Regions from separate parts of the Drosophila melanogaster genome. Here region 1 is linked to region 2. Evidence: chromatin contacts called from public Hi-C data. All regions are on one chromosome and are shown on one strand. The core of a region is the stretch at or near the end of the contact, and the rest is flanking DNA. Distances in the headings are between cores, read along the strand shown.

Evidence for each region. A called contact is a pair of places that touch in the nucleus more often than the background predicts.
Region 1: a Hi-C map of the Kc167 cell line shows a contact between it and region 2, with 1.8 times the contacts expected there.

What each region holds. Positions count from the first base shown.
Region 1 is chr3L:2,172,591-2,176,184 of dm6, reverse strand. CG15820 reads left to right here and starts at 1,853. Exons shown (of 2, transcript NM_139439.2): 1 at 1,853-2,048; 2 at 2,204-3,190. The coding sequence starts at 2,043. The coding sequence ends at 3,124. It also overlaps the pseudogene CR15821.
Region 2 is chr3L:637,113-640,555 of dm6, reverse strand. It overlaps lncRNA:CR43423 (long non-coding RNA:CR43423), which reads left to right and starts at 1,988. Exons shown (of 2, transcript NR_048210.1): 1 at 1,988-2,425; 2 at 2,743-3,070. It overlaps lncRNA:CR43334 (long non-coding RNA:CR43334), which reads right to left. Exons shown (of 1, transcript NR_048209.1): 1 at 1-3,443.

The DNA.
Region 1 (3,594 bases), core at 604-3,103, 1.5 Mb before region 2:
GCTCCGCTGACAGGTTGAAAGCATCATATATAGTACATTACCGTACACTGCTACAATATCTACCCATCATCTTTACATATAATAATTTAGATAATCTAACCCTTTCAATGATATAACCGTATAGAGAGAGCACTTCAGTTTGAAAGCATACAAAATATTTGCAGTGCAAGACTAAACATTCTTCAAGTGTATCCTTTATTTATTTATTTACTTTTTTTTCGGAGAAAGGAAAATATAGGGGAAATGGGCAACCCTTTTTCCTCGTTCAGCACAACTATCATTGGGTATCATAAATATTTATCAAACCGAAGGTGAGCTGCTTTCCCACTTAAGGTGACCCGAAAAACCGAAGCAGATCCGGTTGAAAGAAAAAGAATTAAATTTAATTTGCATACGTTAAGTGGCAGAGGCAATTAAAGCCGCGCGGAGAAAGCTCGAAGGACAAAGGACTTGGCGCGCCCTTTTGATTGAGATGTGAAAGGAGCCGCGGCAAGGGACAAAAGAAAATTGGGTGAAAAGTGGGAAATCATAATTGGCCTCCAAATGCTTGAACTCAATTATGTGCGCACAATTTTTGGGCCACGACGACAACGACATTGCTTTGCTGCCGTTGACAGGCAAATTATGGATTCAGATTCAAGGCCAGTACACGCACATATTTCGCCAGTGAAATGGCACTTTCACTTCGGGGAAAGCTCGGTACAATTTGCATTGTCCGGCCAAATGCAAATTTTGTGCTTTGTGCAGGAATCAGATGATATTGCTGCATAGAAACCACATCCAGTCGAGGGGAAAGACAGCGGAAGGGAATCACACTTGGGTGACAGTCCGGCAGGACGAAGCCTGAAGTTCGTCTGAAATGGAGAGGATAACTATAACTACTTTTGTGTACCACATATAGTTGGTTGTGGGATAACCAGAAATAGGCACATCGTCCTGCATTAAAGCAAAGAACTACTCTCCCATGGATTAGTTTAAACAAAAACAAGAAGGCATCTCAGACTTTGCACTCCAATGAATTTTTCCAGGTAAATGTCGCCAAAGCCCTTACAGAAAAATGGAAAAACGTGCTCGTTGGTGTTAAGAAAAAAAAAGTCCGAGGAAAAAGCTGAACTTCAACCAGGCACATGACCACTCCAGGCCAACATGGCGTAACCGAGTGCATCGATGTGGACACGGCAAGTGGAAAACTCGATTCTACCTGAGAGTCACGTAGTAATCGACACATTCCCAAAATCCCACGGCAGTTTATTGAGACCGGACGTCGATGACCGACCATCAGGTGGTCCAAACTGGGCAATGTCATGCTACAAGAGGTTTGGTGAAGAATGTAGTGATTTTGAAACTGATAAGAGGATCATCGCCCGAATTTCAAAAAACTAAATGCAAATACATAACAGCACAGTTGAATTGTGTTTGTTTACATACACCACTCAAAGTTGTTCCCTAATCTCAGAAGTATGTATATACTTCGCTCTTCGACCTTAACCCACGTATACCTATGGGCGAATTTGAGCACGAAACCTGAACGCCGAAGAGGAATTTCATAAAATATAACAAGTTCAATTTATGTAAGATAAGGTTCAACAAATGTTTAAAAAACAATAAGTGTAGCTATGTTTATATTTTTTTTATTTAATTCAACAGTATATTTTTAAACATATTTAAATTCTTTTTAAAATGTTTGGTAGCCCTTTTTTACAATGGGTTAATTCCTGTTTTATTTTTTCACTACCATCTGTCTCATTTTTGCTCATTATGGTATATATTTCACAGATTTTATATTGCTGGGATGATCATTGTCACGAAAACAATTTAGTCGCTAAAAAGCCGTCGCAGTTGAAAGTCGTTGCTACAAATTTTGGTAATTCACATCGGTTGATGTGATATGAATATAAGATAGTAAAGATAATACTCTGTCAAAATAACTGGAACAGAACTTTGCATTGAAGGCAAAGATCAGAAACGGTTGTTTGAATAAGAATGAAAAAAGCATTTTAGTAGAAAATTACATTTTCGGTGGAACAAACTACAAGGAAGCAATGCATGTAAGTAATCAAAACAAAAAGCAGAAAAGTGTGTACTTATGCCAGTGGAATATTTCATACTCTTGCACTTAAATCAATTTTGCAATAAATTTATGTAGTTTATCCTGTTAAAATGAATATTCAATTGAATATTGATTTCTTCTATATATATTTAGAAACGCCTGCAGTATGAAGAGGTGATGATTCCAGCACCTTGGGGTCACATAGCAGGCCGTTGGTATGGCAATCGAGCTGATAGACCCATTTTGGCAATTCACGGATGGCTGGACAATCTGGGAACCTTCGATCGGCTGATTCCCCTGCTTCCCGACTACATAGGCGTGCTGTGCATCGACCTACCCGGACATGGTAGATCTTCTAGGCTTCCGCCGGGTGTGCCCTACAACGTCTACGACTATGTGTTCATCATACCGAGGGTGATGAAGGAGTTCGGCTGGTCCAAGGTCTCCTTAATGGGTCATTCCCTCGGAGGTGTGATGAGCTTCATGTACGCGGCCATGGCACCAAGCACAGTCGATATGATTATATCATTGGATGTACTGCTGCCGCGGAGAATCGAGGATCCCAGCAAGTTGACCAAGGACATAGAAGGTTATTTGCTGGAGGAGAGGCGACAGGCGGATGGCACCGAACATGAGCCGCCATCGTTCACCTTGAGTAAGCTGCGTGAGACGCTCGCCAGGAACAGCAACAACTCGGTGCCGCAACACCTGGCCGATCACATGCTCCACCGCCAGGTGGCCAAATCAAACATGTACCCGGAAAAGGTATTCTTCTCCAGAGATGGACGTGTAAAGTTCTATCACATATTCGACATTGAAAACGGACTTGCTCTTGAAATGGCGAGGCGTATTGAGAAGAAACCCTATCTGGTAATTAAGGGATCCCTTTCACCATTTGTGGGACCTCGATGCAACGAAACAATGTCCATTCTGTCACATGATAATCCCAACTTTGAGTTCTACGAAGTGGAGGGCGGCAAGCATCATGTCCACCTGCATGCCGCCGAGGAGTGTGCCCGCTATATCGTTCCCTTCATCCGAAATCACAGACCTCCAAGAAGCAGCAAACTTTAATGTGCTATTTAAGTTTTAGGAAACACATATTTGGAAATAGTAAAATAAACTAGAAATTGAGGAAAGATGCAGAGTACAATTAGGTTCCCCTGCTTTAAGATTATATTGTGCGTTTTGTAATCAAAAAAGCTTTTATGTGGGAAGCTTTTTTTAGCGTATCTCGATTACTGATATTGTAAACATTAGCGCCAAAAAGCAGCAGCAACATAAAAATTTAAAGAAGTCGTTGACTGATCGTCAAAGCAAAAAGACGTTTGAAACGCCGTTTGCTGCATAAACTAAAAACCATGTTGCAGCAACTTCCAGTTACCGAAGTAAGTAAGGAACAGATGCCGTATAGAATTTCATAGAAATTTCATTATGCCTACAGTGCAAGGAACTGAAAATTCCTGCTCCTTGGGGCTACATTTCGGGAAGATGGTATGGAAATCGAACGGAACGCCCCATCCTGGCACTACACGGATGGCTGG
Region 2 (3,443 bases), core at 739-3,238:
TTCTTGCCGCCACTACTATTGCCGTCTCGCCTGTCTGGCAGCCGCATTCTATGCTGGTGGTTGACTTGTTTGTGTCTCCGTCTGCCCGCCTCTTCGTCTTTTTGTGCTGAGTGATGCAACTTTTATGACTGTTCCCGTTCCCGATTCTGTTCCCATTCACGTTCTGGCGGCTAACTCCTGTTCTCAGTGAAGGTTAGGATCGTCGAGTCGGGAAGAATGAAACGGGTCTCAAAAACCCACGCTCAGTCGCATGACTCACGCTTGAAAAATTTCAATTTGAATTTCTAAATAACCGCACATACACACAGCATCCAATTTCAGCCAATAAACGGCGTTGTGTGTGCATGCTGTGTGTGAATTCCGACTTACGAGTGTTCCCATCGAAGGTTAGGCATTATTTTTTTCGTTCGGATGTCAATGGAACCCGATTGGCCGACGACGACAGTCTAAAAACCGAAAAACCAGTTTGAAGACATATTTTCTATTCGCTGCTTATTCTGCTGCTGCTGCTTCTTCCTCTTCTGCATTCCACACACATACACTGGCACACTGAGTTCGAGTTCGAGTTTAGTTTTCCACTTTCCCCCTCCTTCCAGCGTTATTTAAACTTTCTGGAATGCGGTTGTGTCTGCTCTCCTTGGAACCTCTTCGCTGGAACCGCTTTCCCGTGTTTATTTGTTTCATGTTGCTCAAGTTAAGTTAAGTTTTAAGTTTTTATATGTACGCCAATGTTCACACTTTTATATTTATGTGTTTCTCGTTTCGGTTTGTTGCGCGAAAAGCAAGAGCAGGCGAGAGCGGCACAACCATGCGGCTGCAGCTATGAAATTTTACTGAATGAATATTTCTTTTCTTTTGCGCCGATCTTTCATCTTGGCGTTGGAATTCGAAGTCGACAGAGGCAGCGACAGCGGCAGCGGCAGTGGCGTCGGCTGCACAGCGGCCGAGGCAGCGACTTCGTAAAAAGTTGTACCTTTCGAAAGTCGCTTAAGTGTGTGGCTGCGTGCGTGTGTGTGTGTGTGTCGGCTGGATCGCGTTCGTATGTGTGTCGGTGTGCTAGAAAGTTTCGATGCCGAACTATGTTTGAAGTCGCATGCATAAGAAACTTACAAAACGGCATTCCACAAACAAACCGACACTGCCCCTTCCAGTCGATCCCCTTCCAGACGCCTTCTTTTTCGAAGACTGCGAGAAGAGTATCCCTATCTGCATTTGTATCTGTGCTACTTTTGCATTTTGTCACATCAGTATACTGATATATCGGTGTGAAGCGCACTCTCCTCCTCGACAACGAAAATTTTTCAGCTCTTCTCGCGTTTTCCTATGTGTTGTAATCTACGGAACAATAAAAAATGTTGCGGGGCTTTCGTAAGTGTCTTTTTGGAATTTTCGTTTTTTTTTATTTTTTATTTTGTTTTTCTTTGTGTGTTTGTAGCTGGTGGCGTTCTGTTTTTTGTTTTTCGTAAACAACGCACACACACACACACACACACACTCTGTAAAATTCGTCATTGAACGGTAAAAAACAAAAATTCCAACGTGTTTGACTTTGTCTCTAGACAATCTCGCTCGTGTGTGTGTGGATTTTTTCAATTACAAGTTTGTAAATGGAATTTCTGAACTTTATGTGAACGAGGTCATTTACAACACACACACACATTTGTAAAGAAGGGCGCGGGGCTAAGGTTGCTCGGGGAATTTTTGTTACATTCGTCATGAACTTATTTATAGGAAATTCCATAGGCTTTACTGGTTATTTATGGCCGCAGATCGCTGGGGGGATCTACTGGATCCAAAAGCGGAGGAGTGTTGTATCGGTCGGCTGCATGCATATCAAATGCCAAATGGGACAATCCCCAACTGGCTCGAAAATATCACGAAAACGGAAATAAATTAGGCCCGATTGATCGTGGTTTTCAGTAGCTAGAAGTAATTTCTGTTTAGAACTAAATCTAGATATAGATCTTTATGGGAATGGAACTCGAATGGATTTTCTTCTTGAAGAGATCTTTAAATTTACTTGATTTAATCTAATAATATAAAATTCTATTCGGTTAAGCCTGTGCACCTTTCTGATTAGCAATTTCCCTGAAATACACCGGGCGCCAGGTGTATTTACGATGGCCCACAATCAAACCAATCAATCCAGCCAACTGTCCCCGTATCAATGCCATCCATTGACAAGCTTTCGTCGCTTTCGCGGCCCTCCAGTGGAGCAACTCAGGAATCAGTGGATGGACGATCGTCTGAGTGATAAGGTTTTCGGGGCGGCTACTTGACGCAAGAATTTCTGGAATTTCGAAAGTGTACACACACCTGTGTGGACCCCTCGGTAGACGCGGAATAAGGCCCGGAGCAACCAGACCCAAGCAGCCCAGTCACAAAGCACGCGCTCAATCTACGGCTTATCAACAGGCCAACGACGGTAGGCCCAACTATAAATGACATGTGATGCCATAGCCCTGTAGCCACAAACATACGCCAAGGGTACGAAAATACTCAAGTTTGAATCACATGGCACTGGCACTTACCGGGTGGAAAAGAGTCGGCCTCAGGCGGAAATTGAGTTCTGTTCCTCTTCTATCCGCTGAAAGAAAATTGAAAAAAAAAAAAAAACAAAGGGAAAACCAAGCAAGATTTCCCAATCGAAAGCTTCTTGGACTTTCGACCGACTGTTTGTACTATTTACAACACCAACGGAGCAACGTCAAGACCATAAAAATAATTAATACAACTTATCAGCAGGGCCGCGATATACCACCACTTGAGGAGCACACCTATGACGTGGAGGGACTGGCAGAGGCACTGGTACTGGCACTGGCATTACCGTTTTCCTTCCCATTCGCATACCCATTTCCATTTCCAGCCGGCTGCATGGTCAGCGATCGTACGGTAGATGCGATCCGATTCGATGGCAAAAGAATTCCCCCTTTCGGTGTAATTGCTTTTGGCCTGGTCGAAAGTCGGCCCGAACGGAACCGAACCGAACCGAAGCACACCACACCGAACCTAATGATAATACCCGCGATCTAATAGGAAGCACGTGATGCGCATACTGCCCACCGATCATTAAGAAGCAGCAATGCACTTGGAGAAACTAGAGGAATCGAATCATAAATCTTCTTACATACATATGTATATCAGCAGTTGTATCAAGTAACAGAGTGGGGTGGTTATGTTAACCATTGCATTTTGAACTTAAATAAATAATTCAATCCAAAAACAATAGTAAAACCCTATCAATTTGCACTATACCAGCGAACTTCCTTTATGTGCAACCGTACACGGGGCGGCGGAGTCTAATGAAATCGGAATCGAACTGCAGACTGTTGTGGAGTCTAGAGTCTAGAGACTAGAGACCAGACCCCTGGCTAGACAAATTGCACATAATTTCTACTCGAGTGAGCGCGGTCAGCCGGCAAAAAGTGCACCGAACCTGCCCA